2 separate regions of the Urocitellus parryii genome follow, and region 1 is linked to region 2. The links are chromatin contacts, called in public Hi-C maps. All regions are on one chromosome and are shown on one strand. Each heading gives the region's core, a stretch centred on a gene start, on an enhancer-like site or on the middle of the called end of the contact. The rest is flanking DNA. Distances are from core to core; before and after follow the strand shown.

The links. A called contact is a pair of places that touch in the nucleus more often than the background predicts.
Region 1: a contact with region 2 is called in a Hi-C map of liver, with 4 times the contacts expected there. The contact joins the promoter of Prr14 here to the promoter of Dctpp1 in region 2. A contact is called at or near these places in 2 of 2 Hi-C or Micro-C datasets (liver and muscle).

Annotation. Positions count from the first base shown.
Region 1 is chr9:21,140,956-21,148,234 of mUroPar1.hap1, forward strand. Prr14 (proline rich 14) reads left to right here and starts at 3,168. Exons shown (of 13, transcript XM_026400311.2): 1 at 3,168-3,339; 2 at 4,143-4,214; 3 at 4,338-4,500; 4 at 5,244-5,365; 5 at 5,436-5,625; 6 at 5,901-5,944; 7 at 6,434-6,543; 8 at 6,818-7,279. The coding sequence starts at 4,192.
Region 2 is chr9:20,967,184-20,973,741 of mUroPar1.hap1, forward strand. Dctpp1 (dCTP pyrophosphatase 1) reads right to left here and starts at 5,202. Exons shown (of 3, transcript XM_026400423.2): 1 at 5,047-5,202; 2 at 4,307-4,417; 3 at 2,249-2,746. The coding sequence starts at 5,150. The coding sequence ends at 2,446.

The sequences.
Region 1 (7,279 bases), core at 1,918-4,417, 170 kb after region 2:
AGCTCAGTAGTAGAGTGCTTGCCTAGCATGTGGGAGGCCCTGAGATTGATTACCAGCCCTAAATAAATAAACAAATAAAAAATTGGAGATGAGGGGATAAATTGAAAACCAGGCATCATAATGTACTACTGTTTCAGATATTAATAGGCAGCTCCCTTCACTCTTCTTTGTTGTCTCTCCACCCTCCCAATCTCCTTCCCTCCCCACATTTTCATTAGTTTTACCATCAGCTTTCCAAACTTGAGCCCTGTCTACCATCCCCCTGCTAGAAAAAAAGAGGGGATGGACAAGGACGGAACTGGCCACAGGTGGCTCTCTCCACTGGGAAAGAGGAGGAGGACCATAGGCAGGACCAAATTTTTCAGATTAAAAATAATAATAACAATCTGAAGTAGCTGACTAGAGTAGAAAAACCCCCCAGAAGTGAAGCTTCAATGTTCATCAGGGGACTTAAATTGGGCAGGAATGTGCTTGAACCTGGCTAAATCGAGTACCTCAGAGTAGAGGATTGAAGTTGCTGGAAGCATCAGAACTGAGGGCAATCTCGTATATAGAGGTATAAATGCAGGGATACAAACTCTCAGGGGTTAGGCATGTCTCCCCCGAGGACATAGTACCTGGGAAGTCTTGAAATTTTGTTGAATGGATTAATGCAAACCAGAGCAGCAACCCAAACCCAAGGCTTACTATTATTTCTGAGGTGTGGTTCCTGGTAAAGGGCTAAAATTGACCCATTTCACCCATCTCTGATACCTTGCAGCTACAACCCCACCCACTCTACCCTGGCTGTTTTGGAGCTCAGGCTAGTGGGTTTTAACAGAAAGGTCTTCAGCAGCTAGCTGGAGGACCCAAAGGGGCAGGGCACTCAGAGCAGAAAGAAGCAGCTTTTTGTTGTTTGCAGTACTGGGGATTGAACCCCAGGTGTGCTCTACCTGATGGTAGAGCTTAATAGCTACATTCCCAGGCATTTTTAAATTTAAGGCAGGGTCTCACTAAATTGCTAAATTGGTCTTGAACTTTGTGATCCTCCTCACTTGGCCTCCCAAATTGCTGGGATTATAGCTGTGCACCACTGCACTTGGCTAAGAAGCAGCAGCTTTTATCATCCTCTTTTGGGGGCAGGTACTAGGGATTGAACCCAGGGTTGCTCTACCACTGAGTTACATCCCCAGTCCTTTTTATTTTTTTGAGACAGGGTCTCACTAAGTTGCTGAGGCTGGTCTTGAACTTGCAATCCTCCTGCCTCAGCCTCCCTGGCCACTGGGATGATAGGCATGTACCATTATACCCAGCTTCACTTTTTTTCTCTTTGTGTCTTCTCTCTTGCTCTTCATCTTCCAAGTCTATTTTGAGATGGGCATGATAGGGCTTATTGTTCCTATCCTATATATAAGGCCAAACACAGTTAAGATGGGAGATCCAGAGGACCAGTTTCTGAGGAAAGATAACTAAAGTGCACTAACAGCCCATCAGCAGCCCCACTGGAGTTTATGTGAACCATTCAGCACACACTTGTCACATATTGTAATATGTACCCAGATGGTGGGTTAGGTAGGAGTAGTTGAAATAGGAGTCACAAAAAGGGCAGAGTTCAATTTTGTGAAGCTATGAGTGCTCACCCTTGCTAGCCTAGGCTGAGGGCTGGGACAGTCTACCTTAGATTTCAATTTGATGAACTCTATGCCCTAAGTTAGGATCTCAGGATTGGGCCCTATCTACCAAATTTTCAGCCTCCAGGCCTTTTCCTTAGGCTACTTCCTTTACCCTTAGTGTTGTTGAGACTTCTGGCAACTTAGAGAATCAAAAATCAGATTGTTTGCTCTGCTCTTGAAGGCTTTTCCTGCCCTGGGGCCTAGAAAGGACCTGTGTGTTTAAACTCAGGACACTCTAGGCCTAGGCACTCACCATACCTCCAGGGAATATCTTTAGGCACCACATGGCCAAATGGATCCAGGAGGAGAGAAAATCCCTCTAGCTGGAAGACCTGTTGCCTACTCACACCAGAAATCTCATAAAGGATTTCCAGAGACCCAGCCGATCTCCAATCACAAAGAGACATTGTAATCCTGAGAGCACTTTTATCTTGAAGAGAGTCCTTGGGGACGGAGTTGGAGAATCTTTATGTTCCACGCTGCTGATTACCAATTCTGTTCTTTCCATATCATTGTTTCAATACTTTCATCACTCAATCTCCCGAAAGAAAATTATTCTAGACCGAGAGGTGCCTCTGCACCTTGATCTTAAACCCAGGACACTAGGCTTCAGGCTCTCTTATTTAATTAAGAAAACAAGGTTTGCTTTGGAACAGGGAATAGTTCTTCTGGATTAGGTGCTGAGGGCGCCTTCACAGTGCGAGAAGACGGTATATGCTCACTTTTTCCCCACCAACAGTCTGGCTCCTGCTAAAAACCCATGATGCAGTTTCTCCAAGCTTCGAGATCCCATCCCTGAACCCTGAGTATTTACGGTCTGCATCAGTCAGGCTCCTCATGATAGTGGCTCCTGGGAGTCCCGAACAAAGAGGGAAGCTGAACCGGCCCCACCAAGCAAGCTAAGGTGGATTTATGGCCTCCTGCAATGGAGCCTCAATGGTGAGCCCTTTCTGCGGTTAGCGGACACCTCCATTCCTCCGGGAAGAAGCATACAAAACTCAGACGAAATGAAGATCAACATGCCCAACCTCCTCCCAACTTCGGCTCGGCCCAATTTCTCCAGGACACCGTGCAACAAAGAAGTCCGAGGCTGCACCTGCTCTGGTCTTTGACCTCCGGTGTTTGAACTCAGGACCCCCGCCACTCCCTCCCAAACTCAGATCCTGTGCGGTGAGAATCTGGTGGAAGAACCCCGGGTTGTGTCGCAAATCAGACTCAGATGAGGCCTCTCTAGGACGTTGGGAATTTCACAAATCGTTAGCAGTCGGTCGACGCTCATTGGCCTAAGAGCTAAAGAACCGGAAGATGCCCTTAAAAAACGTGGAGGTACCCTAGCTTCACTATGGTTGCCTCAGCATGTCATGAAATCTGGCATGGTATTTAGCTACTAACTCGCCTTCGAAAAGATGACGCTGTCGCGTCCACTAAGGTTCAACCCGGACTACGATATTTGCCCTCAACTATAATGGCGGTGCTGCCCAATTTGGCTTCTTGCCCCTAGGGATGATGGCCACCAGGCGGCTTCACTTAGTTTCTTACCACCCCGGAAGACGGGGACCGGCGATTGGGCGGTGCCCGGAGACTCCGAGAAGAAGGCCCCTGGCGGTTGGGCAGCGTTGGGTAAGGCTGGTTTTAAAGGAGTCGGAGGTGGGAGCTATCGAAGACCGGGGATCCGCGGGAGGCGGCGGTGAGCGGCGCGCGGGGGAGGGCAAGGAGAGGCTGCAGAGCGGGCAGGAGGGGGGGCGGGATAGGGAGCGTTTGAACCATCTGGTCCCGGGCTGGGTAGAACGCTGGGAGGGGATACGGGCAGGGTAGGAGGTGTGGGTGGGATGGTGTCTGTGGGCGGAACCTCCGGGGTTGGAGCGAAGAGGGTATCTGCTTGACAGTAGATCCCCCGGGATCCAGAGTGAGTTCTGTGATGCCAAAGCTCGGGCTGCCCCCGCCGGAGTGGAGCTTTGCAGAGCTAAAGCTCACAGCGGGAGGAGGAGCGCCGTGCGGCGTCTGATTGGAAGAACCGCGCTGTAGGATTCTTTCTGTAGAAATCCGGTCTTGGGGATCTGGTGGGAGGGAGGACCGTCAGTGTGTGGAGTATTGCTTTGGAATCCTCGGCTGCTCGCCGAGAAGGGAGGAGGATCACTGAAGCATGCAGCGGAAACGAAGCTTCCCAGGACCGGGATCCCAGTGGATCCCGGGGAATCTCAGGGCAGAATCTTCAGGGACAAAGGCCCTGGGAGATTAGGACCCTGAGAGAACTGGGGCCTCTGTAACCCAGAATCTCGCGGCAGGTGCCAGGCAGGGCAAGAGTGAACCGCTGATCAAGGCGGCGGCAGCGGGATTACACCCGCCCCGGCCTGCCAGCCGGGGGCGCCCTTCAGCGCCCCAGGGCTCCAGTCTGGGTTACCGGGAGCTGCGGGAGGACCATGAAGGGCGGAGGCCCGAGGGTGGGGCTGGCCCTCACTCCCCGCTCCCCTGCTCCCCCCCTTACCCCAGGCCGCAGCCTGGCATCCCCCAGGGACCCCCCGGAGCCGCCGCTTCCCCCATGGACTTGCCTGGGGACTCCAGGTGAGAGCGCACCCCGCCCGCCTGTCTTGAGCCCGGGAGACGGGGGTCCTGGCGGCTGTACCGGGAAACTACAGAGCCAACGACAGTTTCAGGCGACCGTCCTCTGCTTCTTTTACCCTCCAGCTCATCTAGCCGGCTGTGCCGTCAGCCTCTAGCTCGATCATTATGGGAAGCCAGGAGCCCAAAACGGCCAAGGCTGCAGCCCGTGGGAGCCCCTTCGCCCCTGGAAAAGGCCTCTCGGAGGGTCCTTGCCGTGGTGCTGGAAGATGTTATGGCTGCCCACATGGTGAGCCCCCTGAACTGAAAGGCCCTCTTTTCCCCTCACATCACTCCTCAGTACCAAAGTCAGACTAGAGTCCTTAAAAATATACAAACACCTCATTCTCATGTCTATGGCCCCAGCACCCTCCCTAATGCTACAATTCTGCATAGTTCTCCCTTCAACCTAGAAGTGAGCAGGGTTTCCAGTGCTCACACTTTCCTCACCTCCCAACCCCTGTGGCTGGAACCACATTCCTACAACTTTCAAATATGAGAAACCCTTCTGCTTTTTTTCCTTGGGGAAGCTTCTGGGGTCCTTGGCTCCATTGCACAAATGAGAAAAACTGATACCCAAAATAAGGTATTGACCCACCCAAGATCACTCTCTTTCATTTCTCCAAACAGCCTGTTGAGATTACCCACATTCCCCACCTGCAGTTCAAGATCTCTAATTCTGGCCCTTAATTCAGACCAGCTCCCCTCTTCTTTGGGGATTTGAGTGAATTCTAGCCATGATCTTTGTCACCTTGAGGCTAAGGGAACTATTAGGCTAAGGGAGACACTGTTCAGTCCAACCTCTCTTGCTCTTTTTTTTTTTTTTTTAAATATACATTTATTTATTTATTTTAGTTTTTGGTGGACACATCTTTGTTGGTATGTGGTGCTGAGGATCGAACCCGGGCCGCACGCATGCCAGGCGAGCGCGCTACCGCTTGAGCCACATCCCCAGCCCCCCTCTCTTGCTCTTGACACCTCTCTCTCTTCTAGGTCCCCCTGGTCCCTCAAGAGAAGAACTCTATTCCACAGCAACACAGCAATCTTCAAGATTCTGTCTGCAGCCAGTCACGTGCCTCACCACCCCAAAAGATCAAGTGGCCTTCACAGGCCAGGTGAGCATGGCGGATGGGGAATCAGCTGGGGACACAGCTGAGCCCACTGAGTTTTTGGTTCCCTTTCCAGGCCTCCTGACCCCCTGCATTTGTGCCGAGAACCCTTGAGTCGAATCCATAGGCCCTCTTCTACCCTGAGGCAACGATCAAGGACAACCCCCATCCCAGAGGAGAGCCCTTCACCAAAGGTGGGCCGGGGCCCCCAACCTACTCTGGTGGTGATGCTAGAAGACATTGCTGGTCCCAGACTCCCAGCTGAGGTATAGAACTTGGGGAAGGATGATAGGGGTTTAGCTGGGGCATTCCAGCAGGGTTATAAAAGAGAAATAAGATGACTGACTCTGGGGTAAATTTCTCTCAGGGCAAGAATCACAGCATTTTAGATAGCATACAGTACCTGAGCAAAAATTATACGAAAGTCTTAAGTGTGAACCCAAGCAGGTAGCTGGGGACTGAAAGAGCCAGGGCATAGGGAACTAAGGAAGCCAAAGGCAGCTTCCCTGCTTCTCCACATATATCCCTTGTTTATATCCAGGACTTCGTGGATGAGAACCCCACCTTCGCCATCCCATCACAAAGGTGAGAGGGGCTGGGGAAGGGATCATCCCGGTAGCCAGAGCTAGGGACATCAGGATTTATTTTTCAGTCTTCCTTGTAGCACCTCTAAGAGACAGGGGTGCTATGCACAAGCTTTTCCTAGAGACTGAGGCAGGAGAATTGCAAGTTCAAAGCCAGCCTCAGCAATTTAGCAAGGCCTTAAGCAACTTAGTGAGACCTTGTCTCAAAATAAAAAATAAAAGTGTCTGGGGATGTGTCCCAGTGGTTAAGCACCCCTGAGTTTAATCCCTGGTACCAAAAAATAAAATAAATAAGTAAAAAAATAAATAAAAAGGATTGGGGATATATAGTTCAGTAATAGAGTGTCCCAGGTTTAATTCCCAGTATCCCCCTCCAAAAAAAAAAAAATAAAAACCCACAAAAAACAAAGGACAGGGGAGGTGGTGGCTTAGGTGAGATTTAGACTTGGAAGCCTTCACCTGAAACCTTTACCTTGCCCCTTAACCTCAGAGTTGAGCCCATGGCAAAGGTTCACCAGCTAATGCCTGCATCTGAGGACCTAGAACCTCCATTCCAGCCGTCCACCCTTACTGCAGACCCACCAGGGAGCCCACCACCAGGTAAGGATGAGGGTTGAGACTGGGAACTAAGATTTCTGGAACTATCAGGTGCAGAGGTGGGGGGTGGGGTCCTCCCATAGTGGAACATAGTGCATGAAAATGGAATTTAGAGGCTTTGAGGTTTAACTCCCAATTGTAGGACTTAATTTTTAGGAGTGGGTTTATTCCTCTGTAGATAAAGATTATTGTTTGAGACAGAGGCCAAGGCTACTAAGTTGGGGCTTAGACACCCACAGCTAAGGAATGCCTACCTGTGACCCTCTCCTTTCCTTAGCCCCAGATCCTGCTCTGGAGCCCCCATCGACCCCACCACCATCCAGTCTTTTACGCCCCCGCCTCAGTCCCTGGGGCTTGGCCCCCCTCTTCCGTTCCGTCCGCTCCAAGCTGGAGAGTTTCGCTGACATCTTCCTCACGCCCAACAAGACCCCGCGGGCCCCACCCCCATCATCTCCCATGAAGCTGGAGTTGAAGATTGCCATCTCAGAGGCTGAGCAGTCCCGGGCTGAGGGCATTACATCTGTTAGTCCCCGGCCCCCCATCCGCCAGTGGCGGGCTCAGGACCATAATACCCCAGCACCTCTCCCTAAGCTTTCTCTGGGCCGAAGCCACTCCTGCCCTGATCTGGGGCCCCCTGGCCCAGGTACTTGCACCTGGCCCCCTGTTCCACCCCAAACAAGCTGGTCCAGGCCCCGGCGGCACACTGTGGGTGGTGGGGAGATGGCCCGAGCCCCACCAC
Region 2 (6,558 bases), core at 3,952-6,451:
TGGGTTAGAATGTTAGGAACAAAAAGCAAGGAGGTTGGTGGGAGATGGACTGAGGGAAACCAGGTTAAAGGATCTAAGGCAGAAAAGAAGCCTGGAAAGATCAGGAAAGGATGAACTTGACATCCCTGAGAAGCCATAAGTTCAGGGCTGCAGGGGTAGCTCAGTGGTGGAGCACTTGCCTAGTATGCATGAAGCTCTGGGTTTGATAAAAAAAAAACATCCAAAACAAAGAGCTATAATTCAGGACAAAGGGTGGTCCTAGGTTTGAGGGAAAGGAAAGATGGGACTATTAGCTGTGTGACCACATGGCAGTGTCCCTGAGAAGGGACATTGGGATGAAGGGCAGGATAGAAACTGGAGTGGGGACATTTGTCACACCCCAGTCTGGACATGTTTAGTATGAAGTAAATGTGGAAGGGTCAGGGAGGTCATTGAAAATAAAGACACCAGATTAGGTGGCCTTGACACCATGTCCATCTCCCAAAAGGAAGTTTTGTCTGGGAGATGAAGAGGTGAAGTTTCATGAAGGAGGGAGTGGTCAGATGCTAGATGCTGCTGTGATATCAAGTGCATTCATCTTGTGTGTGATGTCTGTGGGAGAATGAAGTAGTGCAGGTGAGTGCAGGAAGGTCTGTTGTACAAAACTACAGGAAAAGTAGCTGGAGGTTTGATGATTTAGTTTTGTCAAAAGGGGAAGATTCAAATATGCTTTATGTACTATTGGGGCAGGCTAATGAAAAAAAAAAAAAAGCTGGGTAAAAGGGTGGGCACCTATTGTCTCAGCTGCTCAAAAAGCTGAGGCAGGAGGAACACTTGAACCCAGGAGTTTAAGACCTACCTGGGCAATACAATGTGACCCATCTCTTAAAAAAAAAAAAAAAAAAAAAAAAAAAAAAAAAGACAGCTGAGAACTGTGGCACATGCTTATAAACCCAGCAACTTGGGAGGCTGAGCCACAAGATCACAAGTTCAAGGCCATCCCAAGCAATTGGTGATACGGTCTCAAAAAAAGGACTGGAGATGTAGTTCAGTGGTGAAGAGCTCCTGAGTTCATCCTCCAGTACTCCCTCTTCCAAAAAGTTGATTACATAAAAGGGAAGGAGATAATAAAGAAGGAATAAGCTGGGCATGGTGGCGCACTCCTGTAATCCCAGTGGCTCTGGAGGCCGAGGCAGAATTGTGAGTTCAAAGCCCCAAAAACATGGTGCTAAGCAACTCAGTGAGACTGTCTCTAATAAACACAAAATAGGGCTGGGGATGTGGCTCAGTGGTTGAGTGCCCAAGTTCAATCTCTGGCACCAACCAAAGAAGAAGAGGGAATAAAATTGGAAACTATTAATAAGATTCCTCTTATCACTGGATAGAGACAGGAAAGGTGGGCTCAGAGACGTAGAGCTGAAGCAGTTCCAATCTGATGGATTCTGTTTTACTTGGGAAGGATTCACTGGATAAGAGGACAGGAGAGTGGGGCCTTCGTATGAGAGGGATAGCAAGTCAGTGACCATTGTTAAATCTCAATTTTTTTTTTTAATGGCAATACTGGGGGTTGAACCCAGGGCCTTGCACATGCCAGGCAAGTACTGTACACTTTAGTATAACCCTAGCCACAAAAAGTAGTTAAAGGTGCTTTTCTTTGTATTACCCTGCTCTGTGAGATGTAGGCCATAGGTATTTCAGATAGGAAAGTGACGTGCCAAGATTACACAACAGATAAACTGTACAAATTCAACAGTGTAATTTACTTGGAGAGGAAGAACAAGAAATTGACCTAATTGATATGTGGTCTTCAATTTTATGAAGGTGGCCATGAGAAGCAGCAGCTCCCTTCTGCTCTACATCAGAGATCTGGCCCTGATTTGTGTCTCTGATGGACCCCTGAAAGCTTTGAGTTGAAAAGGCAAAATAGAACTACAAACTAACAGTTATTTAAACTGTGTACTAGGCTATTATTTTCATTTTACAAGAGATGAAGTAAAATGATGACTATCATCCAGCCCCTAAGTATCTGAACCCAGAGAACCTGGTTCTGAATATGAACTGTTAACCAACACTGTATATAGCCTCTGATGTCCTCTATAGGTCCAGAAGTGGGAAGACTTGCATGAAATTCCTGTAGGAATTTACTAACAACTGGATCACTGCCCTGCAGATAGAAGGTAAAATAGAGAACTGTGAGGACTGGGCTCAGAGACACTCCTGGTGCCCTTCTGCAATGCTACTGATAGCCTACCTAGCCACCTCAGAAGAATCGAGAAGTTAAAACCATTTTATTGGGGGAGAAAACACCAGAAGGCTATCTTCTGGAGGCTCTTGGGCCTTGAAAACTGGGAAATGGGACCCTTAAGCCCTGATTTGTTAGGAAAGGACTAATTAATAAGTTCTGTAGCCAGGCCACCCTCTGCTTCTCAGGTGCCATGCTGAGTTGCAGGTTCTGATCCCATGTTTCTATGTTGAGGTCTGGCTTGAGGACTCATGGGCAAGGTCTGCAGGACCCATAGTCTGGTCTTCAGAGATGGCCCCATGGGACAAGTCTGTATACTTGCGGGCTGAGCCACGTGACAGATGAACGGGGTAACGTCGCCGGTTGGTATCCATTTTGGAGAGCACTGCTTGGGGCAGATCCACATGGCAACGGGCTGCTAATGCCACCAGATAGATGAGGACATCACTAAGCTCTTCTTGAAGGGCTGCCCGTTCCCTTAGGGGCCAGGCTTTGGGGCCAGGTTCTGCATCAGACTTCCACTGACTGGGGGCAAAACAAAGACAATCACATATAGCTTCTAGCTAGGACAATGGGCTCTATCTCCCTAAGGAGCACTCTCAGTCCCTGCAGCAATGAACTCCCATCTCCCAGAAAGTTCCTCCAAGGATAACCCAGAATTGGGTTCAACCCTGGTACCAAAAAAAAAAAAAAAAAAAAAAAGACGTCACGATTCTAGATCTTTTAAAATTAGTTAATTTATCATCATCATCAGTCTCCTTCCACTGTGAAGGTTGTCTGCTTTGTTCAAGGTCATATATCTTGATTCTGTTTTTGAACCTTAACTATTGAACCAGCCCTACTTACACACACACCCCATATACATATATATAAAGTTATACATGGACACAATATCTTTATTTTCTTTTTTCTTTTTTGGTACCAGGGGTTCAACTCTGGGGAACTCAACCACTGAGCCACATCCCCAGCCCAACTTTTTATATTATTTAGAGACAGGGTCTCACTAAGTTGCTTAGTGCCTCACCATTGCTGAAGGTGGCTTTGAACTTTCGATCCTCCTGCCTTAGCCTCCCAAGCCACAGGGATTACAGGTGTGCGCCACCACGTCTGGCTAATACCTTTATTTTGTTTATTTATTTTTATAAACAAAGCTTGTTTATAAAAATAAATAAACAAAATAAAGATATTTTTATTTATGGATGGAACCCAGTGCCTTACATGTGCGAGGCAAGTGCTCTGCCGCTTAGCCACAACCCCAGGCCCCCTTTTTATCTTTTGAGCCAGAGTCTTACTAAGTTGCTTAGGTAGGGCCTTGCTATATTGCTGAGGCTGGCTTTTGAACTCCTGCCTTAGCTTCCCAAACTGCTGGGATTACAGGCATGTGCCACTGCACCCGGCTCATGTCTTGATTTTAATTGACTGGTTGATACTAATTAGCCTCTTTAATGGTCTCCCTGTCTCATTCTCTCAGTGATTTAATTCATCCTGCAGGTACAGTTATCTTTCTACTACTCAAATGTGGTCAGGTCTTCTGTCCAAACTTCATCACTCTCAAGCCCCAATCCTACCTTTCTGGGTTCATCTCCAGCCCTGCTTTTGCATAGCTCTATCACTCATCATCTGGATAACTACCAAATGGCTATGATGTGCAGGCAAATGGACACACCCGAGAACAAAATAGATACAAAATCCCTTATCTTTCTTGGGAAGATGATACTGGAGGAGGATGAGATTCTCTCCAAGTTTAACTTGCCTTTTCTGGCCTCACTACCATTGCAAACTCCTGTCTGGAATACTATACATATGTGTTCTAGAGAAAACCTTGTTTTCAGCCCCAGAGACAAAGGTAAAGGGCTATTACCACAACTCCTCCTTACTATCCGGGTCTATCTTGTATTTTCACACTTTCTTTCCCTGGAGACTGGGTGCTCCCAGAGGGTTGATACCTGGGAGTCATCTCAACCCCAGCACCAGGCACAGAGACCAGCAGTGAGGAGGGAAACTGAATCCATGAATGTTTGAGGATCACACAGTTTCTCCCATCCCCCACAACAGACTGTTCCAGAAAGCTTCCCATCTACTCACAAGAGTTCTGCCAGCTCTCCCACTTCCCCGACCAAGGCCAGTAGGAGGTTCCGAGGCTGGTGGAACTGGTCCCAGTCCCGCTCTGCAGCAAACTCTGCATGGAGACGCCGGCTGGAATAAGATAAAGGAGTAGAAGCCCAATTCCCAGGGTTAGTGGTTGGGGGAGGAGCTGCAGAGCCCAGGCAGGTACCCCAGTGATACGTAAAGGGGGCTTGGAGTCAGAGGATTCTGCAACTAAATCCGTGGATGGTCTTGAATAAGTAATTTCCTCTTTATGAGACTTGGTTTTCGCATCTGAAATTCAGCGTGCCCCTGCAGACACTTTAACCTCTAGCCGTACCTAACAATACTTTATTATTCCATTGCTAATTTTGAAGTTTCCTCCACTTGGAATATCCCTATCTTTGCACATCTAAGTCCTGCGTATTTTACACTTTCCCTAAGAAGCTTTTTTGATTTCCTCCAGCAAAAATTAATGTTTCCTACCTCTCCGCACTTCATCTGCCCCTGTTGGGTGGTACACCCACTCCGGAAGGGCGGAGGCAGTATAGACTCCTGGGGCAATTTCCCCGCTTTAGTTGTGAACTGCTGAGCCCACTTTGCTTGAGAGGTTTAGAGGCTCACCAGGGGTCAGCCAGCACTACTGCTGGTCATTTTTCCCCACCACGTGGGAGGACCCGTCCCATGGCATAGAGGAAGGGGTCAATCTCTCCACCCGAACCTGGTCGTGGGTTGCTTACATGTCCTCCAGCGTGGGTTCCGGGCTGAAGCTGAATGAGCCGGCGGCAGCAGCAGTATCCTTTCTCCCAGCGTCCCTCTGGGTATCACCTCCGGCACTAGACATGCTGCACAACCCACTAAGACGCCACTGCACAGAACTCCGCGCCACGCTGGGAGCCCGCCTCCAGGGCCCCTAACCAATCACGGGCGAGCTCGATTGCTTCACGGAGTAGTGCCGGCGGAGAAACCAATCACCTGTGTGGAGTTTGCTACAGCCCGCCCCGTATCAGGACTGGACCAATCTGAGGAGCTTTAATCCTGTAGTCCCTTACCTCGGAGAATTCTTCCGCCTAAGAAGTCCGCGGTACCAATTTGACACGGAGGAAAGGACAGGGAAGCGGGAGGAGAGGGCGTAGCCGTTTTACTCCTTTGTGGGCGCCAGATGGCGCCAAAGCAAAATGCTAGGTTAGGAGGCCGAGGGTGTGTTTGGCGGGAAATTCCATAAGTGAATGTACCCTCCGCCTGCATTAAATTCGTCAGGGTTTAGGGACTCTGAAGATCCTCTAGACCAGCCTCCACACTAGTTGGATGCGATCGAAGGGAAAGAATGGAACAAAGTCGGGACCACGACCTAGGTCTTTTGTCCCACTTCTGCTCCCAGCCCCGGCTGATTGCTGTGGTTGGAAGGAGTTAACCCCCATTTCTGTCTCAAGGAACCAGTCTGTCCTCCTCCCTACCCGCAACGTAGATTACATGACATTGAAATGTGTGACCCATTACAGATTGGCCTCTGCCACCTCTCCAGACTCATGTGTCTCTATCGCGGCCATACCACACACAAAACCACCAAGCTTGCTGGGGAATTTATGAGGTGATCATGGAATTGTTACTTTGGCTGAGACCCGCTGAGTTGTTATATATATGACCAAGGGAAGAGGTTTTTTTTTTTTTCTCTCTCGGCACTGGGGATTGAACCCAAGAGCACTCTACCCTTGAGCTACATCCCTACCCCTTTTTATTCTTTGAGACTGGCTCTGACTACATTGTCAGTCCGCCTCGAATTGGCGATCTTCCTGCCAGTTGCTGACATTACAGGCGTTCGCCACTGCACGCAGAGAAAAGAGATCTTTGTGAAACACAGGAACTTGAATTTTGTCGAATCCAAGCTTTATAGAGAATTATTTATTTTCACATACCTATTAAGGTCGCTATGTCTGTTCTCCAGGAGTTCAATGAGGCATACAGTTTAATGGAAGTGAAAGACTAAGAAAGTGGAAGAAAAGACAGATTTTAGAAATTAATATTCCAAAAGGGCAGAGGAACTGAAGGATGTAGTTCTGCAATAGAGTGTATGCTTAGCATCTCCAGTGCCAAAAAATAAATAAACAAAAATAAGTCCCCAAAGTACTGCAATTCCACCACTAGGCACAAGTTTTATTAGCACCTGTGCTATAATACTTGAAATTGTGACAAATATTAAGGTAAAAATTAAATGTTACCATAGTTAAAACACTGTAAATCTGGGGACAGTG